Regions from separate parts of the Gossypium hirsutum genome. Here all the other regions are linked to region 1. A link is a contact called in public Hi-C data. All regions are on one chromosome and are shown on one strand. The core of a region is the stretch at or near the end of the contact, and the rest is flanking DNA. Distances in the headings are between cores, read along the strand shown. Region 1 holds the start of LOC107896638. Region 2 holds the start of LOC107916189 (COBRA-like protein 7). Region 3 holds the start of LOC107895503.

Region 1 (4,321 bases), core at 501-3,000:
AGGAATCTCGATTGAAGTGCTACTGTTCAAGAGTGTAAAAGGATCAACCCTGAATTCAACTGAGATTTGCTACTTCTCACCAGATGGAGTCGTGTCATCGGCAAGTTCCCATCATTTCTCTTTCCCTGTTTTGATCGCTCTAAAAAATTGAAGGGGAAAGAAAACATTAGCAAACATAAAAAAAAAGATGGTATTATAGCATAAGAATATAATTTGCAATTGCATATGCTTGCCATGCAAGCCAACAAACATGTTGCATTCTTATCTGTATAGGGAAGACAGTTATACCTGGAAAATCAGACTTGCTAGAGAATAACTTCTTCCGAGATTTCGCTTTCCAGTCAAATAGCTGAAAAAATCCACCGACATAACCTCCATTTTTCGGTCCTTCTTTGTCAACCCCCATTGTGTAAAAGCAGAATTTGAACTGCTTAACTTATACAAGCAAATGATACAAGAGAAACAGAAACTCCACTCCACCAGCCAAATCCATCTGCAGACATTATTAGACACAACAAACAGTTAAGTATGGACCAAATTGAAATTCTGACTTTTTTTTTTTTCTAAAAAGCATATGCATGCTATTCAACACTCCAAGATAGGAGCTTTCTTTGTAATTTCAGTCAATATTTTATCAGATGAAATGGAAGATCAGATATCTATCTGGTACCCTATAAAAAGGATGTTAAAAGCCTATCAATGGAGATGAACTAGTTTCTTCTTACCCTGAGATCTCTAAAAACACAAAAGCCAAATGTAGCATCTGTATCTTCATTTTTCATCCCACTTAACTAGACATTGTACACCTTTTTTTCTGCCATTGACTTGGCAGAATTTCAAACAGCTAAAATTTGTCAAACAAACAAGACAATATAAGAACATGAAATGAACACAAAAATCACATTGTCACCATCTTAAATCTATATCACAATGCACTCATTCTTAAGATATTTAGCTCTTTTATTCCCACACTTTCCGGTGACAAGCAACTTACAATGTCAAAGCCCTTCTATATCAACATCTCTACAATATCATACCATTTGAAATTAGCTTTAACAGATGAAGTTCCTATGGTACTAAGGGGGATTAACAAAAAAAAAAATTGTAGAAACTAATTGCATACTCTCATTTTACCAAAAAAAACACCTTAGATCCCAATTCTAATAAAATCTGCAAATAAAAGGCTGTCTGAGAATGATAGAAAGAGAGAAATTGCCCCTATAATATAGCAAGCAATTCAATTTAATTCAACATCCATCAAGAAGACTAGATTCAAATATTTTAAGGGCACAATCCTTTAAAGAAAACAATTATTTGACAAACAACAAATAAACATACAGGCTCAAACCAACAACACAATGATCAATAAACAGCAATTTGATAAGAAAAGCAATTGCCAAATTCCCCCCCCCCAAAAAAAAAAAAAGAAACAAAAAGAAACCCAGAACTTTAAATGGAAGAAAAAGACTTACACAGAAAACCAATGAATGAGATCAGCTTAAATGCAACAATATTTCATGGTTCAAATTAAATATAGAGAAAAAGACAGAACATTGCAATGGGGTTCAGCTTAAATTTGAGATTTTTGGGAGAAACAAAAGTGAAAGGCTCCTCCTTTGAGAGTGAGAAAAGGACTGTGTGTTTGTGTGTATGTGTGAATGTGTGATGTAGTTCAAAGCAATAAATGGAGACAGAGTAAATAATAGCATAGGGGTTTTCCATTTTTTTTTAAATAATAAAATTAAAATTGTTTTGCTTAAAATTTTGTAATTTAATTTAAATCATTATTAAAACGAAGTGGAATTAAAAAGCCTATAACGTCTCTTTTAAGAGGGTCGAGATTTCAAATTCCAAACAGACTTTTGACTGTTCCTGGGAATTCTGATAAACTTACAAGTGGGTTTCCATTAGTTTGTGTACTACTTAGTGGATTGGTAAACACGTGTTCAAATCCCTTTTCTGTAAATTTGAGGCCACTTGGTAATTCAATGTCTAATCAAATGGGCCTATTTTTTAAAAAAATTCAAGTGGGCCTTTAATCGATATCAGAAGTTAATTTATGAATTTAATTAATTTTAATATATTTTATTAAATAAATTTAAGAACACCCATATTTTTTAATTTAAAAATATTTATTTCAAAAAATGCATCAAATTTTACTTTTATTATTTTCATAAATATTTTAAAAGTAATTTTTTTAAAAATTCTACTCCTATTGTGATCGTGCAATATCTCGTAATAATAAAATAAATATTTTTTCTTAAATAATTATACCTAGTTTTAAACTTGTGCAATGTACGAAGGTACATTATATTTTAATAAATTTTAAATTTAAAATTAATAAAGTGGTAATATTTTTATTTTCTATTTGTATTTAATAAAAATGAACTAGAATCAAATTATAATTTATAGCATAGAAAACCTCTCAACAAAAAATTAAAGACATAAAAAAATTAAATTAAAATAACTTATTTTAATTAACATTAAACTATAAAGATTGATGTAAACTAACAAGTGATTGAATGTAATGGCAAGACACATTACACTTTCAATAAGAAAATAAAGTTCGAGTTTTAAAGATGACATTATTTAAAAGGATAATCATAAATCCTGAATATAAACGGTAAAATGTACCTCTAGTAACCCAAAATGACTCACACTAACACCATTAATAATACATAATATTAAAAACTAAAAATCAGAACCATTTTCCATTTTCTAACACCATCCTAAGAACATTGAATTTCCTTGGACCCCAATTTTAGCAAGGGCAATATTCCAGCTACTTGCTTAAATTAATTGCTTAAAGTTTTTGTCACTGAGACATAAATTTATATTTATAGCTTTGTATATTAAGTTAATAAATATCTTTGAATTAAAATATATTTTCGAATAAATATTTATGTAATTTATGATTGTATTATTTGTTAAAACGTTCACATGAGCGAATTTGGATATTTACAAAGATATTATTATAAAACTATTAAATGTAATTTTACCTAAATTTTCAAGCACTTAAAATTATATATAACATTAGATTGGAATTTTAATAAATTATAAGTTATAAATATTATTATAAAACTATTAAATGTAATAAAGTTTTATATATGTTATTTAAGCATACTTATCTCGTACAATTTCCTTACACTATACATAATTATACTTTCTTTTTTTAATTCTCTATTAGAACGGGTCGTGGGCCTATCTCAACAAAATTTTAGGTCAATTTTTTAGGTCTAGGCTTGATTCGGTCCAAAAAATACGTTTAAAATTTTGTTCATGCCTAAATCGAATTATAGAAGCCAAATTCGACTCGATCTGACCTAACCCATATTATTATTTCTAGATTATTTTATTACATACAACAAATTTTAAAAAATTATAATATATCAAATACACTTAAAAATATTAAAACAAATTTAAAATAATAAACAAATTTAAAATACTTTAAAAGTTCTTTATACTAAGATAGTTACAACTAAATAAATAGTAACAAAATTAACAACAACACATAAGTTCTACAATATCCAAATAATATTAAAAACAACAATGAAACAACATTAAGAAAATAACAGCAAAAACAACAAAAATAATAGTACAAAACAGCTAAAACAACAAAAATAACAGCAAAAAGTGCAACAAAAATAACAGCAAAAACAACTCCAAAACACCAAGAACAACAACAACAAAAAACAGCAAGATAATTTTTGTTAAAAATAATTAATTTATTCGGGCTGAGTTGGACCCAGGCCAAAAAAATTTTACTTGAGGCCCGACTTGTTTAGAAAACGAGCTTCATTTTTTGTCAAAATCTATTTCTTGGATCTATATTTTTGTCTAAACCCTCTCATTTTTCGGGTGGACAGCCTAGCCCATGATCAGGTCTATTCTCTATTTATCCATCATCATATTTTGTTAACACATTTATGTATTTCACATGAATTCATTAAAATTCAATTACCATTATTTATTTAATATTAGTATTTCAAAATTTTAATTATTAGATTATTGCTTTTTAACTCATTCGCATTTTATTTTTATTTTTTGAAATAACACAGCTGGAGTATATTAATAAATAAAAAAACAGTCCAACAACCATAATAAATGAAAAACTAAAACCAGTCAAATATCATTTCCTAAAAACAATAATTATACCTCGGCCTAATTAATGGACTCTGCCTTTTAAAAAGACATATCACAACAAAAAATCTATTTCCAAATATTTCGTTTCCCAAAACTAGATCCTTATAGCTTTTAGAATCAGAAGCGTTCAACAATGGCCTGAAAATCACCACTATTTATTTTTTTCTCATGACTCTTA
Region 2 (4,321 bases), core at 1,327-3,826, 250 kb after region 1:
ACAAAGACGTGGGCGCAACAACGGGCGGAGATTATGCAAGAAATTTGACCATTGCATTTTGCAAAAATGGGATCTCAACCAAAACTTATGTACACATTCAGCATTCTAATGTAACAGCTAGCATTTTTTATTTCCCCTTCAAACGAATTGGCCACTTTGTTCCTTTTCATTCCTTTAAAAAAGTCAGTTTCTAAATTTTTTTCCTTTTTTTTTCAATTTAAAAGTTTTAGTTCAATTATTAACATCAATCTTTATCAAAATTTATCATAATTACATTTGTTTTTTTGTCAATTATATGATGATACATCGAATGAAGGTATGGCATATTTTGGCCAAAAAAATGCTAACAATGCTAATGATTTGAGTAAGATTTTTAAGTAAAAATATAACAGAACTTAACCTTTAATTTTTATAAATATAAAGATTAAATCTCAAAATTGATTAATATACAAAAACCAAATGAAATATTTTAAAAGTTACACCTACATATTGCATGAAATTGTTATTTCATTAAAAGTTATGTTTTTATTTAAATCACAACATTGTACTTAAACTATACTTTTTTTTTCTTTAGTTGGTACTTAAACTTTTTTTTTGTCACAAGTGGTACATTAACTAATTTTCGTTACCCAAAGTGGTATCTAAACTATACTCAATTACCCAAATTAACCTTTCCGTTAAAAAAGCAGTTAGCCAATCATATTGTGACATGTGACAATTTTAACTAAAAAAATTCAAAAAAAGTTAAATATTATTTTCTTAATCTCTTTTTTTAAAGTATAAATATATTCATCTATTTTGTTCTTTACTCAAGAACTTCAACGACGAAAAATTAAAAATTTCATCAAAATACTCATCCAAACCCTACTTTTGGTGACAAAATCCAAATTTTGGCAAGCTTTTTTTCTATTTTTGAACCTCAATTTTGATTCCTTTCTCACCTCAATTCATAACCTATGTATTAGGTTTCTTAGTGACAACTTTCTTCGTTCTTTTCTATGTATTTTGTATAAAGTTAATACTAAATAAACCGAAATAAAATATGAAATCCAAATATTGGGGAGAAATTTAATGAAGAAATGCAAAGAAAAGTTATCTAAAGTGCATTACTTGTGGGAAGAGAGAAAGTGTAAAAAAAAATTAAAACATTTTAATTTAATTTAATTTGATTGTTTATAATTTAATTTAATTTAAAAATATTGTGCATCACAAAATAATTAGTCATGAAAATTTTTTAATGAAAGGGGTAATTCGGAGAAAAGGGAATAATTAAAGTATCACTTTGGGTAATCAAATATAATTTAGGAATTATGGGTAATCAAAAGAAAATTTAGATTCCAACTTTATAATTTATTAATATTATATTATAAAGTTTCAAAAATAGAATTTAGAAAAAAAAAAAAAGTGGAGCCCATTAAAACAACGGTTGGAACCTATCCCTTTTGCACACGCCACCCAATGAGTTTGAACACAAATTCAAAATAGAGAAAGAGCCAATCCTCAACGCCTTCATTATTACAACGGCAACTTCTCTCCTTTTCCTTTGTCCTTTTCTACTCTTATCAAATAATATTGTAATATCTACGAAATTAAAATTAAATAAAATCATTTACGATATCAACTCAATCATATGTATCATCCTTTTTCCAAACTTAAAAAAGGAATGTTGACCTGGCACAAATTTTTTCCACTTCACTTATAATTTGATTTACATAATCTAAAAAATGTTATTTATTTAGATTTTATGTTTTTAATTAATATATATTAGTTTAAAATTGGTAAAAAATTCAAAACACACAAAAAAATATTATAAAAACAAACAGAATCAATCACTCGCATTAGTCAGAGTGTTTTGTTGTGACGGTAAAGCAGAACAATATGCTTTCGAATTCGTTTTGGAATAAATTTCGATTTGTTAAATATTGGATTGTTATATGCATAATATGCAACAATTTTATAGTTTAATGTACGAAATTTTTTTTAATGATGAAATGGGTATGTAAAGTTTATTGAAATGTATTTTATATTTGAGATTTATTTAATTTTATTCTTTATTCTTTATTAATATTATATATAAAATAAATTTTAAAAATAACGATAAATGGAAAATGATATACTAAAACATATAGGTACTTGCATCAATAATCTTTCACAAAAAGCATCAATAAAATATATGAATATTTACTTTGTCTTTAACCCGCATATTATGCTTCTTAATGAAAGCAATTAAAAAGAGTTAATTGCACAAAAATTCTTAAATTATGACTCTTATTTTAAATTGGTCCATAAACTTCAACATATTCTGATTACATCATTAAATTATTGATCGTGTCCTTCCATTATTGAGTTAATTATACCATTAAATAACACGTAAAGCCTTATGTGATGTAATTAAAAATAAAGTTTTAAAAAAATGTTAGAACTCTTAAAATTTAAAACTAAAAATAAATGAAACCAAAGAAAAGAAAAAGTGAAGGATAGTTTTTAAAAATACTTTGAAAACCTCAAAATTTTTATAAATATTTTTTTATAACAGTTTTAATAGAAAAAGTTGAAGGCTGGATTTAAAACGAGGGTCGGACGGTGGGTGAAATTAACTTTATAAAAAAAAAAAATAGAAGCAAAAAACCAAACAAAGTTAGAAACCTAACCAAACAGCGTCATCGTCGGCTTTAAAATATTTCTTTTTTTTGTTTTTTCCCATTCTCAGACATAATCAAAAAAATCATGCTTTCAAATTCCATCCTCTACTAAGCTGTCCAAAAGCTTCAATCCAACCACACCAATTCCTCGTCTTACGCGTTTCCTTTCGCTACAAATTCTTTCATTTTTCTTTCCTTTTTTTCTGTAAACCAAAAGCTTTGGCAGCAAATTACAAATCAATGGCTTTCTACTTGAACTGCAATACCCACTTCTTCTTCAAGTTTTCACTCCTTTTCTCCCTTTTGAGCTTCTCCTTCTCCCAATCCGACGTCGTCGAGGCTCCGTCTCCGGCCGCTGATTCTTGCAACGGGATCTTCTTGTCTTATGCTTACAGTTCCGGGACCAAGTTGAAACCCACCGATCCTACCCACCAGCCCTACAGGTTCGAGTCGGTTTTGACGGTGCTCAACAACGGCGATGAGGAGCTTAAATCGTGGAAGGTTTCCGTGGAGTTTCAAAACGATGAGTTTTTGGTTTCCGCTTCGAATGCGGTTTTGGCTGACGGGACGAGTTTGCCTGCCAATGTGGGGAACGGCACCGTTTTCGCTGGGTTCCCGATGAGTGATCTCAAAACGGCGATTGAAACGGCGGGGGATTTGACTCAGATGCAAGTTCAAGTTAAGCTTCTTGGAACTCAGTTCGGAGTGGCGGCTCCTGATGTGCCCTTGCCTAAAAATATTCAGCTTGCTAATGATGGGTTTATTTGTCCCAAGGCTTCCATGCAAGGTAATAATTAAATAAAACTTGGGTAAATTTTAGTTTATTTATCTTCTTTTGAATGCTTGATTTTGTTATAGTGATTGAGTGAAAAAAAAAAGTGGGAATTGAGAAAGGTTTAATTGGAAGGCGTTTTCTAGGTGAAAAATGAATCATTTTTATAAGAATCTCAACAATTCTGAGTAGAATCTGTAAGCCTAATGTCTGGGGTCATATGTTGGGTTGAACCTATGGGATATTTCTGTTTCTTAGTATAAGATTTTATTACTTTAGCTGTTTAATTGTGAATTTGTTAACCAAGGCTGACTAGAGACTGAAAAGAAAAAAAGAACAACCTTTGACCATGTTTCAATGTTTTTATGCTCCTAATTAGGCTGAATGTTGTTGTTTAATCATAGTCTTGTGCATTATTAGTTTAGTTGTTGGATTTCACTGAATATGCCTTTGGGATATTGATGGTGTATGTTCTACTGGTGGTGGTTCTTCCAGGTAAAAACGAGATGCAAGTTTGTTGCAGGAAAGACCCGAAATTCAAAGCGAACGTTACCATAGATGAGGAATTCCTTCCTCGGCAAAGTGGCGATCTTACGATTATGTATGATGTGACCAGAACCTATGATTCGAACTATTGGGCGCAGGTTACTATCTCGAACCATAACCCCCTTGGGCGTCTTGATAATTGGAAGTTGAGCTTTGATTGGATGAGGGATGAGTTTATATATACCATGAAAGGGGCTTATCCATATGTCGTTGATTCATCTGACTGCATATTTGGCACGCAAGGACAACACTATAGAGATCTAGACTTTGCCAATGTGTTGAATTGTGAGAGGAGGCCAACAATTATCGATCTGCCACCTACAAAGGCCAATGATACAACCCTTGGACTGATCCCAAATTG
Region 3 (4,321 bases), core at 1,238-3,737, 140 kb after region 1:
AAGCACATTATCAGCTTATATGCATTGCGGACATTTTGGGCTTTGCCATTCTTGAGGCCTTACTTCTTTGCAGGTTTGACAAGTTTATGTCAATCAGAGACTACTACTACTTTCATCCAACGGATTTTGAGTGCACAGTCCCGACTAGATCGTTTTGTAGAACAAGTGCGCAATTTTTTATTTTTTTTTCCTCCTTCCGTATTTTGTTGATATAGATTTATTTTACTATGCCAAATCTTATTGAACATCTTTTTCTTTTGTAGGTGGCTGAGGTTGTTGAATTCAATGACCGGGCTGGTTCTAAGCAAAAGCAGCCGAGGAAATTGCAGAAAGTCTGCCTTAAAACAGGGTCACCAATTGAATCTCATGCGGCTACTGTTCTTACACCGTATGCCTTTGGTAAGCTCCAAGAAGAGCTTTTATTGGCTCCACAATATGCATCCTTTGTGGTTGATGAAGGCTGCTTCGAGGTCAAACACCATACCCAAATGGATGGAGGGTGTAAAGTGATCTGCGTTCTGTGTGAAGAGCAGATTAGTTGTAGTTGCCATCATTTTGAGTTTGCAGGTATTCTTTGCAGGCATGTTCTTCGTGTTCTATCCAGTAATAACTGTTTCCATATTCCAGACCCATACCTGCCCAGCCGTTGGCGTTTGAATAGTTCGTCTTCCATAAACCCATTAAGCAATGCAACGAGAGAGCACTCCGAAAAGATTCAGTTGTTAGAGTCCTTGACTTCAGCACTCATAGCAGAGTCAATCGAAACAAAGGAACGCCTCGATGTTGCTTGTGAGCAAACCGCCATGGTTCTTTCCCACATCAAGGACCTTCCTAGGACGACACAAAGTGCAAATGATATCGTATACAATTGTCCATCGGATTTGATCTTACCAGAGGTAGAAGATACAGATGGAATTGTTCGAAGCTTTACAATGGGGACTTCTCATGAACCTCTCACTTCAGGAAAGCTGAAGGATAGAAGGCCAAGAGATGGGATCGATATAACTCGAAAACGAAGACATTATTCCGATTCTTGCTGTGGGCATTTCGAACATGATTCATCAGATTGTCCAATGATGGAAGGGGACAATTTGAATGGAGATGCATTAGGATATATTTAAGTTGAAGCATTAGAAACCATTAGTAGGTTTACAAACAACAAATGCTTGATGTTATTGTTAGTTACTCTTCCACATTTTTAGATGGAAAAAAGGAATCCCATAAATCCAAATATGAAGATCTGTCTTAGGATTACAAGTGTCAGATTCAAACCTTTAAATTCACTAAATACCATCATTTAAAGATAGTTTTGTTTTTATTTTTTAAAATTATTCTACTGTATAAGTAACAACTTTGTGGAACATAAACTTTGAAGTTTATGCAGAAAGATGAATTAATTATATAATTGTAATATATTCTTGGAATAAACCAGAGAAGATTAGAAGGCACTGCGGCAAACCGACATTAATATTCTTTAAGTCATTGTCGCATTTGTTCTTTCAGGGGGGTATCACTTTGTTGGGTTATTATTCCTTTCTCTAAAATTGGCAAATCTCAACAATTGAAACTTTAGGCATCTAGGAACTTTATGTTTTGTTTGGTCAACATTGAAAGCCAAACCTGTTTAGTTTCATTTTTATAGTAATTCAATCTCTAAACTTCAAAATTTTGTTAAAATGTCCATGGTAAATTAATAATCGAATTAGTCAAATTATCAATTTTTAATTTGATTGGTTTAATCATCGATTCAGTTTTAATTAAATAGATTATAAAAAAAATCATAGAATCATAAAATTCAATTCAACCATAAACTTGATCAAAATTTTATCCTAATTTAATCGATTCAAAGAGTTCGTAGTTTAACTGATTTAATCTTTTTGTTTGAACTAATCGGTCAATTAATTTGATATACCAATCCGATTTCCAATGTTTGTGGGATCCAATGCTAAGTTAAGTAACATCTTAATGGAAAAAACCAGTAATGGGAAAGTTTATTCCTATTTAGTGAGGATATACAGATAAGAACCTTTGACCATGTACTTGATAAAATTGTTATTTAACTTCCCCAAAAAAATATAATTCATATCTTGATTTTTTTAAGGTTTTAATTTAAAAATTAAAATCTAACTTAAATCAAAATTTAATGTGACATAGAGAATATAAAAAATAATCATAATGTGAGCTGAAACAGTAACATTCGTATCTATTACAATTGCAATGGCTAAGAAATTCCACTTTGAGGCAAAGGTAAAGAAAAAGAAAGGATGGGAAATGCACTTTGAGATAACAGACGGTGAAGTCTCTAACATTTTACACGTGTCTATGATGAAGCGACCCCCATTGTGGCCATCTTTAAAAAAATTATAGAAAAAGCCACAATCAATGTGAATAACTTCACAGTAAAGGCCAGAATCATTGGAATCTTTGGGCTTTAAGCAACCTTTGCTCCAAGCTATTCTATAATTCCTTTAGTTTTGGTAGCGCAAACCATTTAATTCCCCGCCCGCCCATCAACTCCTTGCATGAATTCCATTTTTATTGCCCAAAAATGCCTAAAACAGTAGGTGTCACACATGCTGATCTCGCCCCAAGTCGTCGAAGCACCGAATTAGGCAGCAAAACCGGTGTTGCTTTCATAGTTGTCACCATCATATGTGGTCTCTTCTGCTTCGTACTTTGCCTCATAGCCGAAGCCACTCGTTCCCAGGTACTTAACTCCCCCCCTCCCCTTTTCCCTTTATGTCCTCGCTTCAGTTCGTTGATATACACATGATGTGGCGTAGGAAAAATGGGTGGAGAGTGGAGAAGATGGGAAAGACGTGAAATATGAATGCATATACAGTGGAAGCGGGAAGATGGCATTGTTGTGTTCAGCAGTGGCATTTGTGGGACTTGCAGTGGTGATGTTGGTGGAACATATGTACATGTTGATTGCGGTGAGTAAATCACCGCCGCCGGTTCTGCTTTCATGGGATCCTGATTCCACTCAGTTCAAGACTCTCACCTGGCAGGCTGGATTTTTCTTTGTCACCACTTGGTAACATTCTCAAACATACACTATCAGCCTTCATTCTGAGTTTCACCGCCCTCTTCAATTGCATTACTTCATTTTCGTGCCCTTTCTCCAGTTTTTTTTTCCTATGCTGCTTAAGAATTTCGATTACCCTTTTCTTTAAACTATTAAGGTTAATTATATCTTACATCAAACTATGATACAAATTCTAAATTCGAACTTACACTGTAGAAGTTTTCATTGAGTCCTTAAAACATTAGCTTAAACATTAAATAACTTGGCTACCTTTGACTACGGTTTTGTAGATACATATATATTTACTTTATGGATAACAAGCTGAACTTATTTAAATAAATAAATAATCAATTAAATGAGGGTTTAATAGAAAATTAACAATCAATTAAGCTATCAAAATTTTTAGATTAATTTTTTACTAAGGACTCAATTAGGTTTAGGTGTTTTTTTTCAGTAGAGATCGAATTGATTATTAATTTAGGAGAACTTTTTTTATCATTTAAGCTTAAAAATAGTCATTTTAAATTTTATTAACATCATCACATCATCCATTGTTTATCATATTAAATTCAAACTCTCTATGCGGTTGGTACACATATATTTATAATTTGGTTCATGTCAGTATGCTTAAGTTGACGACTAAAATGATATTTTAAAGATGATTTTAAAGTTTCAGGATCAATTTTAAAATGTCCGATAATTTGAGGACTTTTGGTGCGATTAATTCAATTATAAAGGCAAAGCAGCTGAAGTTTTCATTGATTTCAATTTCAGGCTTTGCTTTGCGGTGGCGGAGATTTTGTTGTTGATAGGGCTAAGTGTGGAATCGGGACATTTGAAAAACTGGTCGAAACCGAGAGAAAGCTGTCTCATAATCAGAGAAGGTTTGTTTTGTGCGGCTGGTGTGTTGACATTGATGACTGTTTTCTTGGCGGCTGGCCTCTACTTGACTGCATTACATGCCCAAAAGTTGTTCCAACAACAGCAACTTGTTCGCCAACAGGTACTTGAAACCACCGTCCTATACACATCGCCACCTGGTTCGCCACCACATCGGTTGACAACCATGGCGAGAGAAGACCCGGTGATCACAGAGTTGCCTAACCAACCACCTCCGTTTTCGTTTTCCGGGGGATTTCAGAAAGCAATTTGATGGTTGTATTTAGAGCAAAGCAAATTGGGTGCCTGGGGCAAAAGCTGAAGGCACAAACTAGAGCTATATTTGCATTAGATATACCAAAAGCAAAAAAAAATTACTCTTTTGATTTTTGTAAATGATAATTTTTTATACAA

What was found. A called contact is a pair of places that touch in the nucleus more often than the background predicts.
Region 2: a contact with region 1 is called in a Hi-C map of leaf, with 2.3 times the contacts expected there. The contact joins the promoter of LOC107916189 here to the promoter of LOC107896638 in region 1. A contact is called at or near these places in 4 of 34 Hi-C or Micro-C datasets (callus and leaf).
Region 3: a Hi-C map of leaf shows a contact between it and region 1, with 3 times the contacts expected there. The contact joins the promoter of LOC107895503 here to the promoter of LOC107896638 in region 1. A contact is called at or near these places in 14 of 34 Hi-C or Micro-C datasets (callus, hypocotyl, leaf and 2 more).

The regions. Positions count from the first base shown.
Region 1 is chrD10:51,415,711-51,420,031 of Gossypium_hirsutum_v2.1, forward strand. LOC107896638 reads right to left here and starts at 1,751. Exons shown (of 6, transcript XM_041102531.1): 1 at 1,473-1,751; 2 at 289-493; 3 at 81-139. The coding sequence starts at 406.
Region 2 is chrD10:51,661,447-51,665,767 of Gossypium_hirsutum_v2.1, forward strand. It overlaps LOC107916189 (COBRA-like protein 7), which reads left to right and starts at 2,577. Exons shown (of 2, transcript XM_016845337.2): 1 at 2,577-3,429; 2 at 3,910-4,321. The coding sequence starts at 2,883.
Region 3 is chrD10:51,555,019-51,559,339 of Gossypium_hirsutum_v2.1, forward strand. It overlaps LOC107895503, which reads left to right and starts at 2,488. Exons shown (of 3, transcript XM_041103233.1): 1 at 2,488-2,707; 2 at 2,784-3,037; 3 at 3,803-4,321. The coding sequence starts at 2,549. The coding sequence ends at 4,181. It overlaps LOC107896633 (protein FAR1-RELATED SEQUENCE 11), which reads left to right. Exons shown (of 5, transcript XM_016821835.2): 4 at 1-165; 5 at 264-1,318. The coding sequence ends at 1,121.